2 separate regions of the Mus musculus genome follow, and region 1 is linked to region 2. A link is a contact called in public HiCAR-type data. All regions are on one chromosome and are shown on one strand. The core of a region is the stretch at or near the end of the contact, and the rest is flanking DNA. Distances in the headings are between cores, read along the strand shown.

Evidence for each region. HiCAR-type assays count read pairs that join an accessible place to other places.
Region 1: a HiCAR-type map of fibro-adipogenic progenitors shows a contact between it and region 2, with 3 times the contacts expected there. The contact joins two enhancer-like sites. A contact is called at or near these places in 1 of 15 datasets of contacts at CTCF or cohesin (the NIH/3T3 cell line), 1 of 484 Hi-C or Micro-C datasets (uterus) and 1 of 115 datasets of contacts at active chromatin or transcription factors (fibro-adipogenic progenitors).

Annotation. Positions count from the first base shown.
Region 1 is chr13:102,623,564-102,627,924 of GRCm38.p6, reverse strand. No RefSeq gene overlaps it. Among named protein-coding and RNA genes, the nearest start is that of Gm29927, 33 kb to the right of the region's middle. Within about 2 kb of position 2,209, at least 134 of the 459 cell types and tissues checked have an H3K27ac peak or open chromatin away from gene starts, as enhancers often do. A contact at or near this core is called in fibro-adipogenic progenitors, where this site is marked.
Region 2 is chr13:102,273,984-102,278,149 of GRCm38.p6, reverse strand. No RefSeq gene overlaps it. Among named protein-coding and RNA genes, the nearest start is that of Gm36703, 74 kb to the left of the region's middle. Within about 2 kb of position 2,324, at least 10 of the 459 cell types and tissues checked have an H3K27ac peak or open chromatin away from gene starts, as enhancers often do. A contact at or near this core is called in fibro-adipogenic progenitors, where this site is marked.

The DNA.
Region 1 (4,361 bases), core at 960-3,459, 350 kb before region 2:
CATTAAGCATTCCTTTAGAAAGGAAGGATAAGAGGTGTCCACAGTGCAGGATGGAATTCAGGAATGGGGAAGCTCTTGATGAATGTAACAGTATCTCACACCCTGGGGGCTTACTAGGGAGAACAGTCCCTCTCTTTCTTTGTGTTTATGTAGAACATGTGATTTACAGAATGCCCTGAAGGCCATGACGTCAGATTCATAGGTGAATTCAGTCCGGTCCAGACTCTGGCACCCCATCTCCTGTTTAGACATCTCTCTCTCTCTCTCTTTGGTGACCACACATTCATATAGAATTCAGCTTGTCTAAATAAGACACACCTATTTATTTATTTATTTATTTTTAAAAATATTTTTTATTACGTATTTTCCTCAATTACATTTCCAATGCTATCCCAAAAGTCACCCATACCCTCCCCCCCCCACTCCCCTACCCACCCATTCCCACTTTTTGGCCCTGGTGTTCCCCTGTACTGGGGCATATAAAGTTTGCGTGTCCAATGGGCCTCTCTTTCCAGTGATGGCCGACTAGGCCATCTTTTGATACATATGCAGCTAGAGTCAAGAGCTCCAGGGTACTGGTTAGTTCATAATGTTGTTGCACCTACAGGGTTGCAGATCTCTTTAGCTCCTTGTATACTTTCTCTAGCTCCTCCATTGGGGGCCCTGTGCTCCATCCAATAGCTGACTGTGAGCATCCACTTATGTGTTTGCTAGGCCCTGGCCTAGTCTCACAAGAGACGTCTATATCAGGGTCCTTTCAGCAAACGCTTGCTAGTGTTTGCAATGGAAGACACACCTTTTTTTGATTGCTTCTTCTCTTGAACCTTAATCCCCTTGAAACACCGGGCATTTCTCCCAGTTGTCTCTGGACCAGCTTGGGCTTGAAGGATGTCTAGGTTTGGAGGAAATAGGAACAGGGTCATTTGTGTTAGAGAGATAAAGATGTGCAAAGGACCAGATGAACAAGGAATGTGGAATAATCAGGAAATGTAAAGTTAACTCTTGCTGGGAGGTGGGAGGGCTGGCCAGGTTTTCCAGGACACAGTGGTGGTCTGCCTGAGCATCTTGTTTTTGAACACTTACCAGAGCAGCCCAAGTCAAAGTGAGGAAAGTGATAAGAACCAGATCACAAGGATTTTGTCTGTCATACCAAGGAGCTGATGTTTGTCCTCAAAGTCAGAGGATCGTGTGGTGTGTTTTTTTTTAGAATAGTGTGACATGTTCATATTTAAATTCAGAAAGACACACCAGAAAACCAATTTAGTGGGATAAGGTTGAGAGCAGAGTGGCCAACTGGGAATTGGGTTCTCAGCTGCATTGATTCTAGGTAGGCACACTGAGGGTAATGGGTTGAAGTGAGGACAGCCCCATGAAGAGATGCTAAGGATATCGTAACAGTAGTATCCAGTGGCCATAGAGGATGAGCTGGTGGTGAAGGGGGAGATACGCCATAGGTTACTGGTTTGGGCAACTATGGGATGTGAGACACTCATCAATCTAGAAGGTCAGCAGGCTTGGGGGAGTCTGAGGACATTTGCCTAGACTTGTTTTATTTCCTGACATGGTATACATCGTGTTTTGTGCTGTGTTTTATAACTCATTCTCTTTATATTTGCCATGCTCTCTCTCCAGATGGATTCTGATTCTTCCAAGGATCAGGATCACAGCGACCAATGTGCTTAAGCCCCAGCATCTTTAAGTCATTATCACACCTTGAGGGGGTCACATCACTAAACACAGGGACACGAGGCCCCCAGCTAAGCACCATGAACAGCTGTGCACTGGATCATTTGTACTGATGGGGATGGCAGGACCTTTGCACTGGGACATGACTTCACCCTGAAACTTTTCCCCTGAGGGGAGCTAAGCCCCCAGGCCGAGGTGGCCTTTCTGGGAAGCAGACCCACATCTCATGTTGGACAGCAAGAGGCTGAGGGGCAATGGGGTGATAACCCAGGCTTTGGGGGTCTTTCTCTCTCTCTTTCTGCTCCGCAGAACCCCATAAATCCTTCAAAGAGAGTAATTAATTTTCCCCAGCTAAAGAGTGTCTTTTGCATTCTTGAAACAAATGAAGGCGAAATGTACAGAGACTTCTGGGAAAAGCCAGTGTGGCGTGAGCACAACCGCTGGGTGTTCCTATGCAGTGGAGTGGCCTTTCTTCCCCTCCCCTGAATGGTGTTCTTTGCTCTCAAGTTAACTCATGCACTGGATTCAGTCCAAGTACATTTTGTTTCTTGACTGGAAGCCAGACTTCTCACAGTTAGGGAGCATTCTCTTCTCTACTCCAGTCTTTCCCCAGACTCACTCTCATCTTATGATCATTTCAGCTTTCCTATGGGGTTGATATGATAGTGAGGAGAACCTACTGGCTTAGGTAGATCTTCCACTTAGACCGAGACCCCAGTGTCTCCAGCCAGTCCTCCACTCCGAGTCAGTCTGCTTGGACAGGCTGCTCTGCAGGCAGCAGAGGCAGAGCACTTCTGAACTCTGCCCTCTGCAAATGCTTTCCAGATGTGTGAACCCCTGCCTCCCAATTCACTCTGACTGTAGCCCTGCCAACATACATCTGCAGATTCCGAGTGCACAGGAACTTGAAAGAGGAGCCTCGACAACATCTGCCGCCTTTCCCTAGCTCTGCCTCTTGGCCTTCTGAGACATTGCCCCATATTTCATCTCCTCCCTTACAGCAACCCATTCAAGAATGACCCTCCAGATCTTCTCTGTTCACAGAGGCTGGTGTGTCGGTCTCTCCCCTAGCCCGTCTTTGGTTGGCTCTTGGGACAATTGACTGATATATCACCAGAAACATCAAGGAAAAGTTTGAACTCCCCAGGGGAGGAAGAGCTGATCTTCCTCTCCTGGGCTGGTGACAGTCCTCAAACTGTGAAGGGAGGGTTACCCATGAAGAGGCTAACACAGAGCCCTATAAATAAATAAATAAATAAATAAATAAACTCCCAAGTCTTCGGTAGAAAGATGGGAGAGACATCCCTTCTTCAAAGGCAAACAAGTTTGGCTTCTAGAAAACTGAAAGTCCTTGTGTGCAGAATGAGTGTTCCCCACCCTCACCCCCTACCAAACACACCCCTCATGGCATGGTAGCCACTGAACTGAGAGATCAGATGAAGACCTTTTCAGAATTCCAAGGAGTGAGGAAAGAGCCAGGCATCCTTTCTGTGAAACAGCAGATGTTTCCTGGGGCCTTCACTCTCCCTAGGGAGTCATCTGATGGCTAAAAAAATAGATGCTCAACCTTAACTTTGCCTTTGATCATTACAGACCCTAAACTGTCCTCCTACATTGGGGGCGGGGCATAAACCCTAGGAGAAGAAAGGCTGGTAACATGTGAAAAGGGACAGAGAGCAAATGGGCCTTCAGGCTTACAGTTTGAGAAGGAAATAGGTCTAAGGGAGACCGTTCCACCTATGTGGGACTAGATCTCAGCCAGAGAGGCCTATCTGAGTTTATAAAGCCAGCTGTCTTAAACATGGCATTAGCCCAATGACAGGGACAATGTGGCCTGAAAGATCACTTTTTGTTTTGCCCTCTGGATCTGTGGGGCACTTTAAATAGGTAACAATTATTCTCTGCCTAAGTAGTCCTGGGCACTTTGTTCCCCAGAGTATTAATTCATAGACCTATTATTTAAAACAAACAAACAAACTACAAACAAAGCCAAAAAGCAAAAAACAACACCAGTTTTATCTTTAAAGCTTTGGAATAGCAAGGTGATGGGCTGAAGTTAGGTTTGGAGTTTCCTTCTTCCCCAACGTCTTCCCAGAGAGCTAACTCAAGGCTCCATGGCAGTTCTACCACCATGGCAGCGATTTTCTAGAGAACAGAAGAGGCTACGTCCTCCAAAGATGTAGAAGGAAGAATGAGCACAGGGTGAGGCAATCTTTTCTGCTGCAGGATAATTTAACCACTGGTTGCTTGGTGAGCTCAGTTATCCTCACAACCTCTTAAAGAGAAGAATCCAAATTGCGTGGGTGATGACTGAAAATAATCCTGGGCTGGTGAAGTTGGATCTGACCTGGGAGGAAATACAAGTGAACCATGAGGGGCTGGAGAGATGGCTCAGTGGTTCAGACCTCTTGCTGCTCTTGCTGAGGACCTGGGTTCAATTCCCGGCACCTGCATGGTGGGTCAATACCATCTTTAACTGTAGTTTTAGGTGATTTTATGCTCTCTTCCTGCCTTGCTGGACACCAGACACAAATGTAGTGAATGACATACATGTAGGAAAACACCTCCCCACAAGATAATAACAATAAAAACACTCGAGCCATATTTTCCTCCTGAAGTTGTCATGCGTTGGGCTTCCCTGAGTGTGGTCATTTTATGAGAGTGTCTCTGTCTGT
Region 2 (4,166 bases), core at 1,075-3,574:
ATTGGTGTCCAGAGAATCAGAATATTGGTTACTAGGAAAAAAACAACAACAAAAGAACAACCCCTTCCCAACAACAAAACAAATCAATAAACAAAACAGGAAGAACTCTCTCATTCAGGAATATTGTGAGAAAAGAGTATACCAGTCATTTTCATGGACAGTATGCTAATGACAGAGAAAGTACTAGGTATTGAGGGAGAAACATTTCAATCATTTTGAATTGAAAATCCAATTAGAATCAGAAATTATTAGTTTCTCTTTTTTCCACATAGCACAGTTATATTCTCTTGGTGGCAGTGGGTGGGTATGGGTCTCAGTTCATCATAAATATGAGTCATGGATTCTCAGCTCATGACAGGTTATCCCAGTTTATTTTGCTTATGCAAGAGCCATAATAAGTGTATGGACCTTCATCTTGGGGCACCAAGATATGTTGAATATGTTGGCTATATAACATGAAGATGTTGGGAAAATAAGATAAAATGCATAAAATCATCCATAAATCAAATTTTGTGTAAAACTCTGACATGGTAATTTATAATGAAACATATCGTTTAAAGACTATTATTGCATAATACCCATTGTTTCTTTCCTATTCATGGTAAACTCATTTTTAATCCTTGGTGCTAATGAAAGATTCAGGAATTGTTCCTCCAGAATGAACAGAAGTAAAGGCACAGCACCCAGCATCTGATGATGCTGAATTAATTATCAGTAAGCTGGAGGTCACTCAAAATCCCTTTCCCTGGAAAACATGTGACAGATTGTTTAATTCTGCCATTCATCTATCATTCTGATGGTGCCCTAATTTTTGAAACCATCCTATTTGTTGGAACATGGGTGACTAATGTTGTTTTTTCCCTTTCTTTGCTTCTTCCATCCAGCTATATGCTCCCAGGGTCCCTTCAGCTAGCTCATCAGTAATTTATGGGTGGAAGAAAGACAAAGGTTAATAAAGTTTGATGTAAATGATTGTACTTCAGTTTCTTCTCTGCATCCCTCTCACTTTGTTGGATCCAGGTTTCTTTGAATTCATTAACAATACCACATGGTAGCCACCTGTTGTAGAAACAGCAATTGGCAGGCTCAGCTCCTTTCCAACCCTTGTAGCAGGCTCTCCATCAGTGAGGCTACAGGTTCCAGAACAGTGGCTTGAGGACCATCTAAGAACTTCTGAGGGATTAAAATTCTCAGGCTCCTCCACATACTCACAGAATCAGAAATTTTAGCAAGCCCTCAAGTGATCTGGCACACATTCAACTTTAAGAACTCCGGCTGCCCAAGTGGATTAGCCAGTATTGTCAGCAACCAACAGCCGAATCACTACAGAAATTATTGGAAATACACAATCCTGGGGTCAAAGTCAAAACAACTGAGTCAGATTCTGGGCTACAAAAGGCTGAATTTTTTTTCATGTTTACAATAACCTCGAGTAGCCATGTCTTAGCCATCTCTTGTTCAGCAGTGGCTATATGTTGTATTTACCTGCAATGGCTGGTTTTCAAAGCAAAAACAAGAACAAAATATTCTGAATTGCCAGAGATTTCCATTTATAATGTATCCACAATTTCCAATGATTTGATTTAGGGTTTAAAAAAATTCTATGTTGGTAGAAAGTTGACATTATATTTCGATTTTTGAATTCATATCTTTCTCTGAGCTAGTGATGTGTGATGGTGTACTTTCTCAGCATGGAGTCCCATAATCATGAGGGAGAGCATCTTGTACTCTGCATTGCCCTGTATTGCTAAACTATGAAGTCTAGGCAAAAATATTGACTGAACACATTTTGAATCAGTATACTTTCAACTTACAGCGGGCTTATGAGCTCATTAGGAACCAAGGAATATCTGTGTTCATTATGGGCTTGGCAGTTGAATTCTAAAAGCAATTCTAATATGGAGCAAAGTTGAGAACCTCTCCCATATGTGATGCTAGAGAACAAGAACCAACTATTGTGGTCCCCAGCTAACTTGTGTTTATGTGATCTGTCTTACTCCAAGCAGAGAAGTCAGGATGACTTGAAAGACATGCATGATATAAGGATGACGCTGGTTTGAAATACAGTTATGATTGCCTTGTAAGAGAGTTCAGGGGTTTTGGTGACCATCCCTGGCTCTTCCACAGGCATCAAGAGCTATCATCCCCACTGCTCTGGGGCGGATCTCAGCCAGGGAACAATGGAACCAGAGTCTGAGGTAGGGAAAGAAGTACCTTCCTTTCCCAGGGTCTGGAGGCCATGCCTGAAGGAAAGGAGCGGATGCTGCTGTGTGGCTCAAGTTCCTTGCTGCTCTATTGGCCTACATCCCGACCACTTATTCTGTAAACATTTAATACTTTTTTCTCCTTAAAACAGCTGGAGTGGGTTCATTGTTTACTCCAGATTGGTCCAACTTTATAAGATAAATTTGTAATTTATAAGTCTTTATAAATAATGTCCCTTGTCAACCGTTGCTTGCTCGTGAATTGTTTTGTAATAATATGAGCCCCTTTTCTTCTAGCTAGGAATTGGATTTTTATCTTCAGAAAAAAAATTACTCATAAGAAAATTACTACTTGGTCCAAGCACATGACCCTAGCTAATACCATCTCTTTTTCCAAATGTTATCCCCACCCTTTCCATTTGCACACAGCCCTCCCAAGCTTGAGTGCTCAAGTCACATTTGTGATGATTACAAAATGCTCTGTGCTGACACTTGCCCTACCCATGTCCTAAAAACACTCCCCTTTGGGGAATGCAGGAATAGTTTCTTCTCTGCCTGATTTTCCCTCATTCTTTTTATGGGGGTCATCTTAAAATTTCATATTATCAGTCTTGTATCGAACAGATAAATGCAACCAGATTTATTTTTAAAAATATTATTTTATTTTCAAATGGTGCTTTTTGATTACAGCAGCCTTAGAAGTAGCGAATCTTTCAAAAGAACTTTCTTCTCTTGAAAGGGTAGCAAAACCTTTTGATGTCAGCAGTGATGGTGCAGCCAGAGAGCCGAAAGGAAGAAATCAGAGAAAGAGAGAGAGAGCCCGTACGATTGGGATCCTGAAGAAAAAGAAAGCCCTAGTTGATCAAAGCATAACGGCATATTTCTTGCACATGTGAGATAGAGGTTACCTACAGACACAGTAGACTACATTTTAAATACTATTTTTTAATCTTTGTTTTCTAAATGTCTCCTGTGCTGGCTGGAGGTTACCAAAGTTTCTGGAAAAGATATTTGGATGGATTCTCCTCACCTATACTATTGTCCACTCTCTATTGGTCCTTCACACAGTGAATATTAGTTTAAGGAAGTGAGCCACATTGAGCAAGATGATGTGAAGTGGTCTCCATAGATTGTCTTTGGGTTATTCCCAATCTTGATACCACTGACCAACAAAACAGGCAAAGCAGATGCTTAATAGTTTCTCCCAGACTCCCTCTCTGGCAGCAAGTTTCCTTTCCAATTACTTTTATGTCTCTTCAAAATCATCTGGATGCACAGTCCCACCGTATAACAGCTCTGCTTCTGCAGAGAGCTGGGGTAATGCATGGCTAGACTTGTGCCTGTGGGGGAATCAAGGAAAGAGACTTGGCGTCTCACCTTTCACCAAGGCAAATGCAATCTTTCTGAAGCCAAGATTCTCCCTAGATGCATGAATATGAAAGACTGTCTTTGTGCAAAGAGGGTTGGAGTTCACTGGAGGTTGGCAGATACAGAGAGTCATGGGTCTACTTGCAATTCTCTTATAGCATAGGTGTTTAGTACATTTAATTTGTTGTTGGCCTAATGCATTTTTCTTCCACTGGTTATGGGGGGGGGTTGTGACTTTTCCTTTTGATTTTGCAAAACTTTGGAACAAAGAAAGTTTTAGAATACCAAAACGTGTTGGAAATGATTTCAAAATGAACTGTATCCTCAACTAATTTGATTTGTAGGCAATAAAGAACAAAAGCTTGTTAACAGAGAGCGTTAAAAGTGTAATATAATTGTTCACACGTGCAAACATGTTGAAGCCTGGGTTCTCAGTAAAGGCACACCATGCAATAATTTTCATGCTCTAACTGTTGCCTATTAAAAAAATAAATTCCTCACCATATGCAGGTGTGATTATACAACCAACTGCCAATTCTGACTGGCTCAAGGATCCTTTTAAAAATGTCCAGATGGATATGAATGTTGGATTTG